Regions from separate parts of the Mus musculus genome. Here region 2 is linked to region 1. A link is a contact called in public Hi-C data. All regions are on one chromosome and are shown on one strand. The core of a region is the stretch at or near the end of the contact, and the rest is flanking DNA. Distances in the headings are between cores, read along the strand shown.

Evidence for each region. Hi-C and Micro-C count contacts between places; a contact is called where the count stands out from the background.
Region 2: a Hi-C map of Sertoli cells shows a contact between it and region 1, with 3 times the contacts expected there. The contact joins the promoter of Tspyl1 here to the enhancer-like site in region 1. A contact is called at or near these places in 9 of 39 promoter capture datasets (the C10 cell line, the HPC-7 cell line, cranial neural crest and 6 more), 1 of 15 datasets of contacts at CTCF or cohesin (CD8 T cells), 2 of 484 Hi-C or Micro-C datasets (Sertoli cells and bone marrow-derived macrophages), 18 of 115 datasets of contacts at active chromatin or transcription factors (the 230-238 cell line, the SCID.adh cell line, T-cell acute lymphoblastic leukemia and 11 more) and 2 of 9 other capture datasets (adipose tissue and liver).

What each region holds. Positions count from the first base shown.
Region 1 is chr10:34,069,131-34,073,644 of GRCm38.p6, reverse strand. All of the region lies in intron 4 of Trappc3l (trafficking protein particle complex 3 like), which reads right to left. Among named protein-coding and RNA genes, the nearest start is that of Calhm5, 25 kb to the left of the region's middle. Within about 2 kb of position 1,809, at least 55 of the 459 cell types and tissues checked have an H3K27ac peak or open chromatin away from gene starts, as enhancers often do. A contact at or near this core is called in Sertoli cells, where this site is marked.
Region 2 is chr10:34,280,376-34,284,829 of GRCm38.p6, reverse strand. It overlaps Tspyl1 (testis-specific protein, Y-encoded-like 1), which reads right to left and starts at 2,640. Exons shown (of 1, transcript NM_009433.3): 1 at 1-2,640. The coding sequence starts at 2,549. The coding sequence ends at 1,410. The region is part of intron 1 of Gm26564 (a long non-coding RNA gene); the gene reads left to right.

The DNA.
Region 1 (4,514 bases), core at 560-3,059:
GGTCATGTGTAATGCCTAATACAATATAAGTGATACATGAATATCTATTACCTTGTGTTATTTGGGAAATACTAATGAGGGAAGAAAGGTACATCTCTAGTGCAGACAAAATTTGTTTTTCATGATTTTTGATCAGTGGCTTGTTAAACCAACAGATGTGATAGCCGTATTATCCTAATTAGGATTCTAATGCTGTTATAAAACAACACATCCATAGTACTACCGGAGGATCCCGCAATACCTCTCCTGGGCATATATCCAGAAGATGTCCCAACCGGTAAGAAGAACACATGCTCCACTATGTTCATAGCAGCCTTATTTATAATAGCCAGAAGCTGGAAAGAACCCAGATGCCCCTCAACAGAGGAATGGATACAGAAAATGTGGTACATTTACACAATGGAATACTACTCAGCTATTAAAAAATGAATTTATGAAATTCCTAGGCAAATGGATGGACCTGGAGGGTATCATCCTGAGTGAGGTAACCCAATCACAAAGGAACTCACACAATATGTACTCACTGATAAGTGGATATTAGCCCAGAAACTTAGGACACCCAAGATATAAGATACAACTTGCCAAACGCATGAAATTCAAGAAGAACAGTCAGCTATTGGATGGGTCACACGGCCCCGGCCCCTTATGGAGGAGCTAGAGAAATTACCCAAGGAGCTAAAGGGAACTGCAACCCTATAGGTGGAACAACAATATGAACTAACCAGTACCCAGGAGCTCTTGTCTTTAGCTGCATATGTATCAAAAGATGGCCTAGTCGGTCATCACTGCAAAGAGAGGCCCATTGGACTTGCAAACTTTATATGCCCCAGTACAGGGGAACACCAGGGCCAAAAAGGGGGAGTGGGTGGGTAGGGGATTGGGGGTGGGTGGGTATGGGGGACCTTTGGGATAGCATTGAAAATGTAAACGAGGAAAATACCTAATTAAAAAAAAACACATCCAAAAGCAACTTGGAGAGGGAAGAGTTTATTTGACATATACTTCCATCTCACAGTCCATCATCAAAGGAAGTCAGGTCAAACCTGCAGGCAAGAACTATGAGCAGAGAGAAACCTGAAGAAACACAGTTTACTGGCTTGCTCCTCATGGCTTGCTCAACATACTTTTTATACCCTTACCATCTGCCCAAAGATATGGCAGCCCACTATGGACTGGGCCCTTCTGCATCAATTGTTAATCAAAAGAATGCCCACAGACTTACCTACAGTCAATATCTTGGAGGCATTTTCTCATTGTAGGTTCTTCTTCCCAGATAACTCCAGCTCAGTGGTTGTCAACCTTTCTAGTGCTGCAACCCCTTGATACAGTTCCTCATGTTGAGGTAAGATTATTTCTGTTGCTACTTCATAACTGTTATTATGCTATTGTATAAATCAAAATGTAACTATCTGGTATGTAGATGGTCTTAGGCGATCCATGTGGAAGGATCTTTCAACCTCCCAAAGGAGTCTAGACTCACAAGTTAAGAACTGCTGCACTACCTTGTGTCAAATTGACAAAAAAAAAAAAAAAAAAAGCCACCAAGATATGTTTGGAAGCCTGACTGTGCATCTTAGGTAATATTTGTAGCTGTCCTTGAATACAAATACAAAAGTTAAGCTTGTAGATGATAAAGTCACATTTTAAAGCTGAATCTGTTTTAATGTTGCAGAAAATTAAACCCAGATTTAGGCTAAAAAATAAAAAGATAAATAAAAAAAAATTGAAAAGTGGAAAATGTCCTCCTCTCCCGTGAGACTTTTCTTCGGGCCACTAGATGGCAAAATTTTAGATCTTACACACACACTGAAAGGAGGGTCTGATGCCTAGCAATGGAATGACCTTCCTGCTGGAAGGCATAAAGAGAAAATAAGAGAGAGAATTCTGTTAACCCTTGAAACTTCCCACCCCTCAACTCTGAAAGGCAGAAAAGTACAAAGTGGACATCAAATTCAAGAGAGCTCTGTTTTCACCCAACCTTCTACTTCATCCAGAGGAATCACTTTCCTGTCTAGACATACATTTCTCTGTCTAGTAATTTGTTTGAAATTTATCCTTTCTCTCTCTTTCTCGGAAAGCAGGACAGCTACTGTGGGCTGTGGATATTCTGCATTTCAGAAGTAAGGCAGAGGGCTGCACACAGTGCTTGGTTTGAAAGATCAGCTAAACAAAACACAGCCATGGCTTCCTTTCCGGCCTCTCCTATGCTCTCCGAGAGTAAACTATGACTAAACCCATCTGAATTTGTCCTAGTTATCTAAAACTTACTCAGCCACATTTACTGCCTGTTTCCTCTGAAGAGAGTTTAAAGGGTTAATGAGATAATGCTGCCAAAGGCCAGGTCTTTTTAATGAAAGCTGCTAATTATAAGGAAAGCATACGTGGGCGTGCACATAGCTAAAGCCTGACCTTGCATCTGTGTCAAAATGCTCCTGAAGCAGATGACATCATCACTCTCGGTGAGAGCAATGTTTTTAAGAAGTGAAAATGATTAAGAGGTGAAAACCAGGCTTTAGAAGGAAAAGGTTTCCAGGAGACAGCTGCTCTGTTTGTGAGAATGGGAAAATGTTCTTTTTATTGCCAAGAAGAAGTTGACAGGGTGGAAATGCAACCTCACTGAGGACAGAGGAATTTACACATAATGAGATGGCTAACGTGACATGAAATGTTTAGAAAGGAGAGTGATGAAAAGCTGCTGGGGCCTGGCAAACACAGAAGTGGATGCTCACACTCAGCTATTGGATGGAACACAGGGCCCCCAATGGAGGAGCTAGAGAAGGTACCCAAGGAGCTAAAGGGGTCTGCAACCTTATAGGTGGAACAACAATATGAACTAACCAGTACCTCCGGAGTTCGTGTCTCTAGCTGCATATGTATCAGAAGATGGCCTAGTCGGCCATCATTGGGAAGAGAGGCCCCTTGGTCTTGCAAACTTTATATGCCTCAGTACGGGGGGAACGCCAGGGCCAAGAAGTGGGAGTGGGTGGGTAGGGGAGTGGGGGTGGGGTCTGGGGGACTTTTGAGATAGCATTTGAAATGTAAATGAAGAAAATACCTAATTTTAAAAAAAGCAGCTGTCCTGCATGTTTTTAATTTTAACTTTGACTGTCTTGTGTCTAGCCTGTCGAATATTACGCAGTTTGGTGGCTGCCATCTGTAGAAGACACTTTATTGCTGTTAAAGATAGAACATGCTCTCTTAGCGGGGGCCACAGTGTAGGGACCTTTTTTCTCTTTGGCTGAGATATTAATCTTTTTCTCTGTGTTTGTTTGCTTGCTTTTTCTTTTTGTTTTTTGTTTGTTCTCTTTCTTTTCCTTCTTTCCTTCCTTCTCTTCCCTGTCTTCCCTCTGTATCCCTTCCTTCTTTCTCCCCTCCCTTCCCTCCATCCCCTCCCTCCTTTGTTCTTTCCTTTCCTCTTTCTTCCCTTCCTTCCTTCCTTCCTTCCTTCCTTCCTTCCTTCCTTCCTTCCTTCCTTCCTTTCTTGTTTTTCTCACTCCCTTCCTCCCTCCTTCTTTCCTTCCTCATGCTTCATATACCATTTTCCACTTGATTCCTTTATATTCTGGTACATAGAGACATCTCTTCTTTAATTTCTAGAGAGAAAACTGCTACCAGGTATGACCACAAAATGCACCCTCATGAAATGGTCTGAGGGAGCCCATAACACTCTGAGGAGCATGCCATGTCCCTGCCTGTTAGAGAAAAGCTCTTGTCCCAAAGGCCTTAAACAATAAACTTCTTTCTTTTCTTCTCTCTCCATCCTCTCCTCTTCCTTTTTACCCTCCCCCATTTCCAACTAATACTTAGTTTTACCAAGTTCCAAGTTCTGGCTTAGGCCCCAAAACACGAATGACTAAACATAAGACCTTAGTTCATACTGGAATTGTTATTTTTGGTTTTGGTGGTGTAATCTTACTATGGCTGACAACATTCTTCAAATGAGCACAGGTCACAAGAGCATTCCATGTGAGACTTTTGCCATCTTAGGTACCTTCAAGAATAACCTTCATAAATTATTTCTTAGGGTTTCTTTGGAGGATAATTTTGATTAAGAAAAAGGTGACTTCTTTCTGTTTTGAGACAGGATCTCATTTTGAAGCTGGCTTCAATTTCTGTGTAGCTTAGGCTGGTCTTAGACTCATGATTCTCCTGCCTTAGCCTCCTAAATGCTAGAATTGTAGCTTATGCCATTACATCTAGCTAAAAGTTCTGATGTGGATTTCTTTCCTGCTATAGAAGCTGGCTTAGGGTTTCCAATGCTGTGACCAAACACCATGACCTAAAAGGCAAGTTGGGGAGGACAGGGTCTACTTGGAGGAACCTTTCCATTTTACTTCCACATTGCTGTGCATTACCAAAGGAAGTTGGGACAGGAACTCACACAGGGCAGGAACCTGGAGGCAGGAGCTGATGCAGAGGCCACAGAGGAGTGCTGCTTACTGGCTTGCTTCCCATGGCTTGCTCAGCCTGCTTTTTTTTTTATAGAACCCAGGACCACCAGTCCAGGTATGACA
Region 2 (4,454 bases), core at 1,391-3,890, 210 kb before region 1:
GTGCTGACAAAGTACTTTTATAACTATATCAAGACAATCAAGTCACATATTTACTTTTCCATGAAAACAATAATTTGACACATTTGATTAAGACCAATTATCCAAGCCGTTTCTAAGAATTTGGAGTAATATCGAAAACTGTTACGAATATTCAGTCTCAGTATTATAAAGACTACTGTTAGCCAGGCAGTGGTGGCGCACGCCTTTGATCCCAGCACTTGGGAGGCAAAGGCAGGCGGATTTCTGAGTTCAAGACCAGCCTGGTCTACAGAGTGAGTTGTCTTACAATATTCCAAATGGTTTCAAATAAATGCAAACAAAAGTGTTTAAATTTTTTCAGTAAGTTGAAACAAGTAGCATTTTACTAAATATTGGTAAAAGATGGGCAAAATATTATACTTTCACTTATATCAGATCACATATAAAGAGAGGAAAATAACTCAAACTTGCACTGCTTCTTTAAAGAAGCACTATCTAGGCAACATTCAACACTCAGAGAAAATATTTTTTCCTGAGAAATTAGTTCTCTTCCCATCACCACTGACTGACCAAGATGTGTAAGCTGTGTCCTGTCTTCATTCTCAGCCCAATTTTTATCTGACTTATTTTGATTCTAAGCCTTTTCAGCTCACTTTTTCTGCTTAGAGTACCCATCAAAACTTCTTTAGTTCTTCCATATATTAGGAAGGGCTCAGCTGTTTCCATCTAGCTGTCTCCCTGGAAGCTTTTTAGAGCTTGCTAACCAGGCTGGGGAGTGGGTAAGAGAGGAGACAAGGCAGAGTTGTTTCCTCTTTTACAGAGTATCTTCTCAGGAAATGCTAAGTATAAATGACTCCTGGCCTTACAGATGTTTCTGAACTACTTTTCTTTAAAATAGCAGGAGAAAGGTGGGAGAGTGAGGGTGAGGAGCACTGGCAAACACAATGGAGTGTGATATAACCTAGAAAGTGGTGCCAAAAAAAAAAAAAAAAAAAATCACACAGACAGTGGCCCACTCCTTCAATGTTTAGGCTCAGCAACTGTCCAAAAACTCTGTGTCCACGTTGCCACATGATGAACAGATAAATAGAAGGGCCCCCAGTTAAAGCAAGACATCTAGGTGGCAGTAAACAGGTAAGACTGAAAACAATAGGGTCCAAACAGTGTAAAGGCAGTGTAACATACAGTTTCATTGTTGAGCTTAGAAAGGGTATAAGCCAGGGCCGTGAACCAGCAGATACTAATTCAGAACAGCATGAAGGCCATGGGAAAGCAGAAGCATGTCCAGTCTTAATCTCGAGGTGGAGACTATCCAGATAGAAGATGCAGAAAAGTCAGGAGGAAAGAAATCAAAACACTGCATACCCGTTGCATTTGCTCAAGCACAGGTGAGAAGGGACCAGTTCCGGCCGCATTTTCAAATGCAAAGATTAACCTGACTGGAAGCCAAAAGGCCTGGGAATCTCCACTGGCTCCCTTATTGGGCGACGTCGGGGTCTACGGATTCCTTCACGACACAGGTAGTATTGCAGTGGGTTTGGCCACAGATCCTCTTTGATAATCTCAGCGATTCTGTCAGATTCTGGAAGGCTGTGGTCCGAGAACCAGGTGAAGAAGCTGCAAATGAGATCTTGGTTTCTGCGAATGAAGGACTGGGGCTCATGCCCTCTCCGCCAAATGATTGGAGTGGAAAGAGACACCACTCGACCAGATGATCTCACTTCATATTCCTTGACAATCAGCTTGTTTCTGAAGTAGGGGTTTCTTCGAAAAAAGAACTTGAATTTGCAGCCAGTCTTAGGGTGTCTCAGTTCCTTCACCTCCAGACTGGTTACGTACCTTAACATCTCTGCATCCCGACCCCTAATCATGGCGGACAACTGAGGGTGGTTCCGGAAGGCAGTCATCCAGAAGCCTGGGATATTCTGAATGATGTAGTTCCTCCGTTCCAGGTAGTGTCGTCGCATTCGCCCAAACTTCTGCTCCAGATGTTGGAAGGCCCTGTCGGCCTGAGCATTCACAGTGTCCAGTTCCAGCTGGATGGCCTCCAGCGGGTTCCTGCGAAGATCTATGCCCAGGTGCCAGGGCCCTGCCTCCTCCGGCGCCTCCCTCACTCCTCCACTCGCCTCCAGCATCTCCATTTCTTCGCCCGCGGGCTTCTGCTCCACCTCCATCACCTCCTCGCTCCCTGGCGTGGCCACTTCTGACTTTTCCGCTGCAGCCGCGACGGTGCCCGGTTCCGTCTTCACGTCACGGGCCTGGGACTCCGCTCCCCGAGTTTCTTGGGCCTTCTCCACATATTTCGGTGTCACGAACACCGCTGCCGCGGGGCCCCGAACGGAAGGAGGTGACTCTCCCTGCCTAGCTGCGGCCACCCGAATCTGGGGGACAAGGCCCTCGACATCTCGGGGCGCGGGGCTCCCCACGATCCCTGCGCGGCCCTCACCTGTCACCGCCTTCTCCTCGCCGAGCAGCGGTCGCCGGTCTGGGGTCCCCGAGACAGTGTCAGCATCGCAGTGGCCGCGGCTGTCGGGGACAGGGGTCCCCTCGTCCCGCTCCGGGCTGCTCATGTCGGGTCTAGTCGCGCAGACCTCCGCCTACAAACAACAACCCTCACGGTCCCCCGCAACCCCAGCTCCGCCCCTCGCTCTCTCCAGCGCAGTGACGCCAGAGCCACAGCCCGCAAGTCTCGCGAGAACCTGCAGCGCACCTGATTGGTTCTTCAGCTCGTGACTTCCGTATTTGTTTGGCTTCTGTAAATGTAGCGGATAGCGGTTGTCACGTTTGTTTCCGTAAAGGGATGTCAATCATCCTAGGAGACTGAAGACAGTGGCGGGGCTTCTGGACCTGGCTTCTGGACCCTTCGCCCGCATCCGGGCTGCAGCCGTGTGTGTGTCTGTGTCTGCAAACAAGTTCATCCCCTTTCCACTTATGTGGAACGGTAAAAACACCTCCTGGTATTAGACAAAGCTAGGAGCCAAATGTTTGTATTAACCAAGGTGAATGCCACGGTTCCCCACCACCACCACCACCACCACCACCACCACCACCACCACCACAGAACTGAAAAAAATAATGAAGTCTAGCTTGGTGTGATGGCCCTTGTCTGTCGCCTCAGTGCTCTGGTGCTGAGGAGGATCGTTGACTTGGAGGCTAACCTGGGCTGCATACACGTTGGCTCAAAATAATAATAAAAACTCAGTTCTATTCTAAGCTCTGACGTTACTGGGGAACAAAGATCTGTGGGTTTGCTTTGGGAATTATTCTTTTTGGAAAAGATTTTGTGGTCATCATTAATGATTGTTTTTACTGGTGTGTCTTGCACCGTGGCATCGAATAGTTTGCATAACAATCCTCTGATGTATTAAGATATCCATTTTATTGAGACAAGGAGAGACTGGGTCTCTTACCAGAATAACATAGAAAATGACAGAGCGATGATTTGAGCCCTGGACATTTGATTCCCGGGTTCTCTGAACGGGATGTGACGTCACTTTAGGACATAGGCATAAATGCATAGTCTATATCAAGTTGATACATATTTTCTCCCACCTCCTTTCCGCATCCATAAATAGATTAATATTTAAGAACACATTCATTTCCTTTCTGTTTTGAGAAAAAGAAGGTAGTTATTCGTGGTCCTCAAATTCAAATTTACCAGAAAAATGTCACCTTCTGTATAACAAATATTTCCAAAACACCATTTAACGTTTTTCGATAAAGTTCATAGACAATATAACCCATCTACACACATAAATAGAAAATTTAACAATTTTACTATAAAGCTTACTGTAGTGGTGGCGATTTTAGTATAGCAAAGGGGTCACCGACTTAGGTTATTATAAGAACTATATGACGTGGCATTTATCACAGTGGTAAACGCACCAATAAGAATGGCGTGGTTAGAAAATTACACATCTCATAAAAGTAACTGCGGATGGAGAGTGACACAGATGCCTATGTCAGGTCTTCTGAAACTGTAATCCAATTTTGGTGAAGTTCTGGTAAATAATGTCTCCTCCTCTCTCCCTTGCACTGTTTCTTCCACACAGAGAAAGGAATTTCCACGGTTAAATTCTTGCTAGGCGTGTTATTTCCAACGACTGTCACTAGAGGGAGCGACTTCTCCTTTAGAAAATGATGCTACACCTATGACAGAATGGATTCTTGTAAATGAAATTGAGCCACAGTCTTTTACTGAGACTAAACTATGAATGTTAGACGATGCATCTTAGACATGATTCATTTTATTATTATTTTCCACTAACTATCATATAGAAGTGTCCACTTGGTTTTGTTTAGTCTGACAAGGTCCCCATTTGTCTTCAACTTGATTCAAGTTCTAGCTTTGGTTTGTTTGACCTGGACAAGTCACCCCTCTAGGCAGGCAAAGGTGCTTGCTGCGTAGCCTAAAGATAAGTTTAATCCCCAAGACCGGACCAATGGGGAAGAAAGAAAAAATGACTCCTGCAAGT